Linked DNA regions of Sus scrofa: all the other regions are linked to region 3. Evidence: chromatin contacts called from public HiChIP or PLAC-seq data. All regions are on one chromosome and are shown on one strand. Each heading gives the region's core, a stretch centred on a gene start, on an enhancer-like site or on the middle of the called end of the contact. The rest is flanking DNA. Distances are from core to core; before and after follow the strand shown. Region 1 overlaps C8H4orf32. Region 2 holds the start of AP1AR (AP-1 complex-associated regulatory protein). Region 3 overlaps LOC102158976 (a long non-coding RNA gene).

The links. HiChIP or PLAC-seq counts read pairs in DNA pulled down with a chosen protein or histone mark.
Region 1: an H3K27ac HiChIP or PLAC-seq map of alveolar macrophages shows a contact between it and region 3. The contact joins two enhancer-like sites. A contact is called at or near these places in 2 of 47 Hi-C or Micro-C datasets (omental adipose tissue and retroperitoneal adipose tissue) and 1 of 2 datasets of contacts at active chromatin or transcription factors (alveolar macrophages).
Region 2: a contact with region 3 is called in an H3K27ac HiChIP or PLAC-seq map of alveolar macrophages. The contact joins the promoter of AP1AR here to the enhancer-like site in region 3. A contact is called at or near these places in 18 of 47 Hi-C or Micro-C datasets (alveolar macrophages, blood, brain and 12 more) and 2 of 2 datasets of contacts at active chromatin or transcription factors (alveolar macrophages and skeletal muscle).

What each region holds. Positions count from the first base shown.
Region 1 is chr8:110,469,827-110,473,106 of Sscrofa11.1, reverse strand. It overlaps C8H4orf32, which reads left to right. Exons shown (of 2, transcript XM_013978951.2): 2 at 1,822-3,280. The coding sequence ends at 2,067. The region is part of intron 1 of LOC102158976 (a long non-coding RNA gene); the gene reads right to left. Among named protein-coding and RNA genes, the nearest start is that of C8H4orf32, 33 kb to the left of the region's middle. Within about 2 kb of position 1,281, at least 2 of the 83 cell types and tissues checked have an H3K27ac peak or open chromatin away from gene starts, as enhancers often do. A contact at or near this core is called in alveolar macrophages, where this site is marked.
Region 2 is chr8:110,419,267-110,422,660 of Sscrofa11.1, reverse strand. It overlaps AP1AR (AP-1 complex-associated regulatory protein), which reads left to right and starts at 2,113. Exons shown (of 10, transcript XM_003482454.4): 1 at 2,113-2,609. The coding sequence starts at 2,527.
Region 3 is chr8:110,543,016-110,546,487 of Sscrofa11.1, reverse strand. The region is part of intron 2 of LOC102158976 (a long non-coding RNA gene); the gene reads right to left. Among named protein-coding and RNA genes, the nearest start is that of C8H4orf32, 40 kb to the right of the region's middle. Within about 2 kb of position 1,572, at least 4 of the 83 cell types and tissues checked have an H3K27ac peak or open chromatin away from gene starts, as enhancers often do. A contact at or near this core is called in alveolar macrophages and retroperitoneal adipose tissue, where this site is marked.

The DNA.
Region 1 (3,280 bases), core at 32-2,531, 73 kb after region 3:
TCTACTATAAGCAAGTATAAATTCAGTAAATAATTACCAGTTTGAATCATCACTCCTAAAAAATTAGGTTTAATAAATTATAATTACAACTATATCTTCAACATGTCATAGATTTTCTTTTGTGACTGTACTAGGGTCTAGTGAGGGGACAGAAACTATACCAATTATTTTATCAAGAATAATCTAATAGAAAGAATTGTTAAGTAGGCACTGAAAAACAGAAAAGGCAAAAAAGAGAACATTAACACACTGATACTCAAAGGATGGTAGAAAAATCAGCATCATTACGAATCACCTGGAAACTTGTTAGAAGTGCAAATTCTCAGACACCAAGTCCCACTCATGGCTTACTGGGTCAGAAACCCTGTCAGTTGGCCAGCATTCTGGGCTTTAAAAGCCCTCTGAGAGAGTCTAACTTATGCTAAAGTTTAAAAACCACAGCACTACAACAGGCTAAGTGCCACAGACAATAACAGCAGGAAGCAGCTACCACTCCTGGGCCAGGGGAAGCAAAGAAAAGAGGTAGAATTACTAAAACCGAGAAGACTGGGGAAGGCCCCGTCCCATAGAGCTGGGACTCAGACTTCCAAGAACTGATCACTGCTCACCTGGTGCTGGTGTTTCTGAGTTCAGAAGAGGGACACCATAGATCTGGGAAGCAGATATCTGAGGAAGAGGAACCCAGGAGTTTGATCTGATATCTCAAGAAGGCTCATTGAGATTGGTTCTACAAGGGTTGGGAAGCCACTAAATTGAAATCAGTGACTGCTACCAGACAGACCTTCTACTGCCAGAGTGAATTATCACTAAAGTAGATAGTATTGAGAAACCCCAGCAAGGCAAACAAGGAAAGAGTAAATCCCTTCCTCCTCTAACTGCACAAAGTCTCTCTCGTTCCTCTGTGGGCAGAGCCCAACAAGGAGCCAGCTATGTCTTGCAGAATTCCAAAGGGTGTGGTTGAAGCTGAGAGATAGTAGCTTAATAACAAAAACATGAAGGCCTAAATTGTAGTAAGACTGAGATGTACTAGAAATAGTAAATAATTTTTGCTATGTATAATTGGGTACAGATGGACATCTTCTGGGGAGCTCATGTCTAGGTGGACTTTGGGGAATATTGTTCAAAATGATTCCTACTTGGAAACTGTATGTTGCTTCTGGTGGGATTCATAAGGGGCATTTAGGACATGTGTTAAATTACAGAAAACTATGCCAGGGCCTACACTGAAGTCTTAGCTCTCCAGCTAAAACTGACACATCACAGCAGCAATGGCTGAGGATTGCTCAACATTAGCACCAAGCCCTGCTCCAGTCAGCTGAAGCGAGGTTCCTTAAAGTCTTGGAGTCAGTGGAATGGACTAAAAAGAGCTTACCTACCAGAACAGAGAAATCCAGGGCTCTACCACAAAATAGGAGATTAGTAGAAAAAGGCTGTTCTGAAATCATAGTCACTAATAAGAGTAATATGAGCATGACTCTTCATCTGAGAAGTTGTCTTTGTGCAATTCTGGGAAAGTAGAAAATGAATGGAAATGAATTCTTCATCTTATAAATCGGTGTTCTGGTAGTTGAGGGTCCAGTCAATGTTGATTCCACACAAATCAATAAATCAGTGCTTTCCATATTCTTGAAAGATGGGCACAGACAGTTGTTACTATATGACAATCAAAAGGAACATTCCCAAATATTACTGAATGATTATCAGAAGTATGCCCAGTACATACTTTGGAAGATTAAAAAGAACTATGAGTTAGTCATTATTCTTAAAGACATGCACCTATTTCTGATTTTATGTTTATGTTTTGTTTTGTTTTTTTTTAAGGATATTGAAGAATCACAAAATAACACTGGTGAGCCTGTTGGAGATGACTACAAAAAGATGGGAACACTTTTTGGTGAACTGAACAAAAGCCTCATCAGCATGGGCTTCACAAGAATGTATTTTGGAGAACAAATTGTAGAACCAGTGGTAGTCATTTTCTTCTGGGTTATGCTGTGGTTCCTTGGCCTACCAGCCCTTGGACTAGTTGCTATTCTTTGCCTTGTCATTATTTATGTGCAACAGTGAAATGTGGCAGAATGAACTATTGTTTAACATTTAGTAGCCATATGTGTATTTAGTGAAGTTAATATTTCACTACATGAAGGCTGAAAAGTTTGCCTTGTTTCGAATTGTGTGCTGTTTTAGTAATTAAATTCATAAGTTGATATTGTTTAAAATTAAACTCAACTGTTGATTATAACAGGGTTAAATATATATATTGTAGCTTATTCATAATTCTTGTTTAATTACTGTGACCTGTGCCCAATTTTAAGCACCCCTATTACCATGCCAGATCTTAACCACCACCAAACAGTGATCAGGCAAAATAGGAATATGAAATTCAAGTCCGAGGGTTCCCATCGTGGCTCAGAAGAAACAAATCTGACTAGCATCCATGAGGATGCAGGTTCCATCCCTGGCCTTGCTCAGTGGGTTAAGGATCCAGCGTTGCCGTGACCTGTGAAATAGGTCACAGACATGGCTCGGATCCCAGGTTGCTGTGGCTGTGGTGCAGGCCAGCAGCTACAGCTCTGATTCGACCCCTAGCTTGGGAACCTCCATATGCTGCAGGTGTGGCCCTAAAAAGACCAAAAAAAGAAAAAATTCAAGTTGGGCAAGATAGGTCTTGTAAAGAGCTCCATTAAAACATTTTAGAAGCAAAAGGACAAAACAAGGAGCTTAAAAAAAAAAAAAGTTTTACTTGGAGAATTGCTCCCCATCTTCCACCAAATGAACCCATATTATCTGGGAAATATTTTGGATTTCTACTGTCCCTGCTTAGCACAAGCCCATATAAATGCTAACTGCTATACACTACCTTAATATTTTGATGAAAATCAGTAAAGCTAGCACATTTTCTGAAGATTGAAAAGAAATATATTTATTACTGTTGGGAAAGCTTCCCAAGTTAAATGTAACTTTTTTATAAAGTAGTACTTGGGCTTGGAATCACTTTAGTGTATCATTTGATGTTTTAGACAATTTTGGTGCTAATTACTTTTTGTGAATTTTTAAAGTCTCATAAGCCAGGCCCATAGTTGGCTGCATCCCATGATAATGTTATATTTTCTTGTATCCAACCAGTTGTGTATTTTTTTCCTAGAGAGACATTTTCAGTGTATTTTTTTCAGAAATTTACATTTTGTAGTTCTTTTATAGCAATTATTCTTAGGATTTAAAAAAATTTATTTACTACCTTGACATAGGTTTCCCCCCACTACCAAAAAAAAAAAAAAAA
Region 2 (3,394 bases), core at 864-3,363, 120 kb after region 3:
ACTAAGCATTTGATGAATGCTTAATCATTTATACTGACAACAAGGTATACTTTATCATCTCATATCTCCATGCTGTAGTGGTCATATCTACTGTCATGTGTAAACATAGGTAATTCAAACTATGAATTAAAAGGATGAGTTTATGTCCATAACATCTAACCACCAGAACAACATCACTGTAGCAAATGATCTCAAAACAACACAAAGTAATTAATAGTCAATAGAGGAGTTCTAAGCAAAAAGAGATTCACATTTGGAACCATATAATCTGGAAGACAGTTCAAGGTACAGAATGCATCCTGACTGACGCCAGGGAACCTATTTAAAGAACTCTTGCTTTAACTTCAGGACAAATTACAAGAGAGAAAGGAACTTTGAAAGGGATGGGACAGTTGGAGAAAGGTCCTACTACTTGGAAGGTCTCTCTAGAGACCTACAACCAGCAGGTCTCTCTAGAAGGCTGACATTAAGTAGCCATCACTGTAAATAACCTATTTGTGTCTCTTACTGGTAAACTGAATATTCTGCCTGAACAAGTGCCATATAAATGAATTCCTTAGCTGTGACAAGATAAACACATAAATTTTATCAGAATACACCTGTCTATTGTCTTTATTGATTTCCTACCCATGCCCAAAATTAGGGTTAGAAAAGCAATACTGTATTGAGCCAATATAATTTCCTGCAGGTTAGTTTAAGGTGTGCATATTGACAATATGTTCCTTTTTGTTGCTGAGTAGTATTCTACGTAATGGATATACCAGTTTCTTTTAAACATTCCGGATTGGAGTTCCCGTCATGGCTCAGTGGTTAATGAATCCGACTAGGAACCATGAGGTTGTGGGTTTGATCCCTGGCTCAATCCATGGGTTAAGGATCCTGCGTTGCTGTGAGCTGTGGTGTAGGTCACAGATGCGAATCAGATCTGGCATTGCTGTGGCTGTGGCATAGGCTGGCAGCTGTAACTCTGATTTGACCCCTAACCCGGGAACCTCCTTATGCCGCAGGAGCGGCACTAGAAAAGGCAAAAAGACAAAATAAAATAAAATAAAATAATAAACATTGGGGGTTGAATTTTCAAGACTATTTTGCAAATATATCTGCTTGATTTCAGGGGCTGCAATGGGGAAAGAAATAGCCATTATTCATAAGTTATTCAGTCATTCTACCAATATCCAATGGCAGACTACTGGGCCAAATATATCCCTGGGCACTTGATCAAAAAAATTACTGAGATCCAAACAAGGTCAAAATTAGGGCTAAGACTGAAACCCAGGTGGGTCTAGAATTCAGGAAGCAAGAAAATGAGTATGTCAAAGAACATTTTATCATTAATAAAATTTTCAATTAAATTAAAACAGGCTAAAAATTGATGTGACTGATTTGTTAGTAATTAAAGCTTCCTATCTACTTAGACCAGGTGTTTGCTAAGCTACGCCTTATAACCGATTTTAAAGCCAACCAGACAAAAACTCAGTTTTAAAGAAAACCAAGTCGCATCGGAGTAGCTGTCTCTTCCCATCTACCACAGTTCGAGAAACACTCTTGGACAAGTCTGGTGTCCCTGAAAAACCACGGTCCTCTAGCTTATTTCCTCTGGACTCCAGATTTGATTTTAGACAAAACAAATAAGGCCAGTAGGGCACGGTTAGTAAATTTCCCTGCAATGTTGACAGTATGGCGATTGAAACGCAAACTGGAAGCCTGAGAGAAAAAAAATTCTTGGTGCTTCCAAACAACCACAATCAATTCCCTGACTCTGTTAGCTATGTATGGTGTAATATAAACAAAACCTAAGCACACACCTCACAGACAAGTGACCCCTTCACACCTGATGACTCCCAGGCTGGGGCTCTAGGGAAGCTGCTCACAAGGTTTTGGCACAAAGTTCGAAAACTGAGCCTAGAACTTGAGACGCCCGGAAAGGCTCGGGACCCACAGTAGGGAAGGCGCGAAAAGTAAAGATTTCCTGGTTAGGTCAAGGTCCAACAGATACCCACACCCACAAATTGAACTGCGTACCCAGTAGCTGGCGGAAGTGACGTAACCGCTAGTCGCCCGAGGAGGCGGGGCGGCCAAAGGAGCAGCCTATTGGGGCCCGGGAGAGGCCGGAGGTGTGGCGGCGTCGGTGGCGAGGCGCGGGCCTGGGCGCACCGGAGGGAGGGGCCTGGGCGCGAGGCTCGCGGGGACTGGCCTTCTTCGGCGGCAGGAGGCGGTCATTCGAGCTGGGTTTGGGGCCTGAGGCGAGTGAGGGGCCATGCGGATGGCGAGCGAGTCTACAGCCCGCTGCCCGGCCCTCCTCCCTCGCACGGCGACGACTCGACGGCCGCTCGAGTAACCACTGCTTTTGTTCCGAGCGCCTGTCCCTTCCGTCGCCCCAGCCCCTCACGCCGCCGCGCTCCGGCCGGCCCGCCCTCGGTCCCCGAACACCTATTCGGCTCGTGCTGCGCGGATGCGGCTGCCGGACCTGGGTTTGGGCTTTGAGCGGGAGGAGGCGGAGGAGCGGCGGCGCCTGGGCGGCATGCAATGGGGAACTGCTGCTGGACGCAGTGCTTCGGGCTCCTCCGCAGGGAAGCCGGGCGGCTGCAGCGTGTAGGAGGCGGCGGAGGGTAAGCCCACTGGGGGAGGGGCCCGGCGCCCGCTGGCTCCTCCTATTCAACCTCTGCCGGGGAACCCCTTTCACTCCCCCACTGGCTTGAAAAGGCTGGGAGCCCGCTCCCTTCACCGCTGTACTGGCGTGAAGAGGGTGGTCGTAGTGGAGGCCCTGACCTGGAGGGGCCTCCCAGGGAAACAGCTAGAGGTGAGGGCGGAGTGTCGCTCCTGCCACCTCCGAGCGAGATTCCTCCGGGCGCGCACTGTCACGCGATAAAAGAGTCATGGGAGGCATCGTCTCTAGGAAGCAAGGGGCACCTTCCCACGAATGGACGGTAGAACAGGATCCACAGCAACCCGAGGACACTCTACGTTGGGCTTGGGTTTAGTGCCAGAGGTGGTGGTAGCTTCCGTTTTTGATTCTCTCTTGACTCTGACAGAGCAGGTGGAGAATCTGCTTCCAAAAAGTTGATGTCTCAGATTTTTTTTTTTTTTTTTAGAAGTCGTTTGGATGCTGGAATAACATAAGATTCCAGACCTTGAGCAGTTCTTTGATAAGTACAAAGACACGAATTGCTGGGTTTCCAGCGGGCGTTTGGATTCTTGGTGCTGATAACAAGAGGGGCAGAGTGTAGCTTTTTCATATTAATTTTTTGGAATTTCGAGAGGAATGTGTTACCTTGATTGCTCTCTGTAGCACAAGGGAAATCACAGCCCTTCTGAACCTGAGATCTCTTGATTAAATCTGAGATATGCATAGATTTTTCTACTCACAGAATCCATAGAATAATAGAATTTCGTA
Region 3 (3,472 bases), core at 323-2,822:
GATTCCGTGAGTTGCACTGAAATTCTTATTCCACTCATAGAGCTAAATGAGCTTCAGCTATGATACTTGTTATAAAAGAGCAAATACAGAATATCATGCTTTCAGGAGACCAATATTTCTGCCATGCTCCCATCGTGGCTCTGGAGATAGGGGCACTTGCCAATTCACAAGCCCTTCACTCTTTGAAAATACTCCAAAGAAGAGCAGGGTGGAGGTCAGGGGAAGAATTGTCTAAGGAGAGTAAAGGGGCCTTTCGCAACCTTTGTGTGATTTCTCAAAAAAGTTGCCTCACTTCTAAGTGCAAAATAAACTTAAATTTAAGATCAAAAATTTAAATAAAGCAAAACAACACAAAACAGAAACCATAAGCTATCCAGGAAAAAAAAAATCGAGGGATTCTTTTTTAATCTTGAAACATGACCTTTATAAACACGATCGCATACATAAAACTCATAAAAGTAAACTAAGTTTAACATCATAAATTTTTAACTGAATGACAATAAATAACACACAAAACAAAACCATTGGCAATAGGATATCAACAGAAATTAATATAAATGAAAAAATGCTTAATTTCATTCAGAATTTTTTTTATTTTTTATTTTTTCGGTTTTTTTGTTTGTTTGTTTTGGTCTTGTCTTTTCAGGCCTGTGCTCGAGGCATACGGAAGTTCCCAGGCCAGGGGTCAAATCGGAGCTACAGCTGCTGGCCTCCACCAGAGCCACAGCAACACCAGATCCAAGCTGCATCTGCGACCTACACCATAGCTCACGGCAATGCTGGATCCTTAACCCACTGAGCGAGGCCAGGGATCAAACCCTCAACCTCATGGTTCCTAGTCGGATTTGTTTCCGCTATGCCACAGCAGAAACTCCTTCATTCACAAATTTTAACAAGGAACTCAAAGTGAGGAAACTGCATGTTTTACTTATCAGATTGGCATTCACTTTTAAAGTTAAAACCCGGTGTTGTCATGAGTGGAGGGAAACAGGCTTTTTCATACACTGTTAATGAAGCGATACATTGTTGCAAAAATTTTGAAGGGCAGTTTGGAAATATCTATCTCGGATGCTTTTCATCAGTTTTGGAAAATATTGGCCAATATCTATTTGAATATTGCTTCTGTTCCATTATCCATCTTCTCTTCTTGTGAAACTCGTATTATGTATGTATTGGCCAAGACAGTCTTGAAGAACAGAGCCAAACAACTTGCACTGCCATAGATCAAAAACTATCATAAAACTATGGTAATTAAGGCAACGGTAATAATACAAGTACAGACAAACCAAGTATGGTGGGCAGAATTCTAAAGATGCTACTACCCCCACATCAAGATGACTATTCACAGTTATTTAACCAAACCTAATCAAAATACTGCTGTGAAGGAACTTTGCAATGTAATTATGGTTACTAACCACCTGACTCTAAAATAGAGAGAGTATCCTGGTTTATCCAGGGGGCCCAGTGTAATCACATGAGCTCTCAAAAGCGAAAGGGAAAGGGACAAGTGCCAGTCAAAGACACAGCAGAAGGGGAAGTAGGGAGAGATTTGAGGGGTGAGAGGAACTTGACTTGTTGCTGGAGGAGAACCACACAGAAGGCATGAGAAGGAATGAACAGCCTTGAGGAGCAAAAACTAAACCCCAGCTGACAGCCAGCAAGGAATTGGGGAACTCAGTCCTACAACAACAAGGAATTAAATTCTGCCAACAACCTCAATGACATCAGAAGCAAATTTACCTCTAGGGCTTCCAGCTAAGAGCCCAGCCCTACCAATACCTTGATTTCAGTCTTGTTAGACTCTAAGCAAAGGATCCAAAAGAGCTATACCCAGGCTTCTGATTCACAGAGCTGTGAAACTTAAAGTGAGTGTTGTCTTGAAACCCTAGATTCATGGTAATTTTCAATGACAGCATTAGAAAATGAATACAGTGATCAAGGATAAAGAGTCCATAAACAGGCCTATACATATGGCGAAAGTGACCCTGAAGGACAATAGGAAAAGAATGTTCCTTTCAACCAATAGTTCTGGGCCCACTTAATTTTCCGTATTTTAAAAAAATGTGTCAGAACCATTATGTTATAACATATATAAAATAAATTTCAGATGGACTGCAGATTTGAACATGGAGGAGTTTTGAGGCAGGAGTAAGTTTTTAGAGAAAAATATGAAAGAATATCTTTGTAAGCTTTTTTCCCCAGCTTCTTGTAGTATAATTGACAAATAAAAATTGTATATATTTACGTTGTACAATGTGATTTTGTTAAAGACATACAACGTGATGATTTAATACACATATACATTGTGAGCTGAATGCCACAATCAAGTTAATGAACACATTCATCACCTCACACAGGTACCATTTTTTTGTGTATGTGTGAGGAGACATTTAAAATCTACTCTTTCAGCAAATTCCAAATATACACATTTGGCCAACATCTCCCCATTTCCCTCACCCCCCACCCAATCCCTGGCAACCACTGTTCTATTCTCTGGTTCTATGAGTTCAACTTTTTTAGATTCTACACATAAGGGAGAAGATGTAGTATTTGTTTTTCTCTGACTTATTTCATTTGGCATAATGCCTTCAAGCTCCATCTATGTTGTTGCAAATAACATTTCCTTCCTTTATGGCTAAATAATATGTGTGTGTGTGTGTGTGTGTGTGTGTATCTCACATCCTCACATCTATCTATATATATGCCTATATCAATCTTATTCATCCATTTATCCATAGATAAACACGAGTTATTTCCATATCTTGACTATTGTGAGTAACTCTGCAATGAATATGGGAGTACAGATATCTCTTCAAGATACAGTCATCCCTTGGTATCCTTGGAGGATCAGTTTCAGGATCCCCTGAAGGTACCAAAATCCTCAGATGTTCAAGTCCCTTATATAAAATGGTGTAGTATTTGCATATAGCCTATGCACAGCCTCTTGTATACTTTAAATCATCCCTAGATTACTTATAATATCCAGTAAGTGTAAATGCTATGTACATAGTTGTAAATGCAATGTAAATCCTATGTAAACATAGGATTGGTGGCACTCAGTAAACTCAAATTTCCCTTTTTTAAACTTTCTGGGATTCCCCCCCCCAAATATTTTCTATCCACAGTTGGTGAATCCAGATGAGGAACCTGAAGATACGGAGGGTCAACCGGACAAGTTTCAGTTTCTTCGGGTTTATACTCAGAAATGGGACTGCTGGATCATATCTGGATCATATCTGTAATTTTTTGAGGAACTTTCATACTGTTTTCCATAACAGCTGTACCAATTTACATTCCCACCAATAGCGTAGAAGTTCTCTTCTCTCCACACCCTTGCTAACATTTATCTCTTGTCTTTTTAATAATAAACATCCTAACAGGTGTGAGATGATAGCTCATCATGGTATTGATTTACATTTCTCTGATGATTAGTGATGCTGAGCACATTTTTAGGTAACTGTTGGCCATTTGT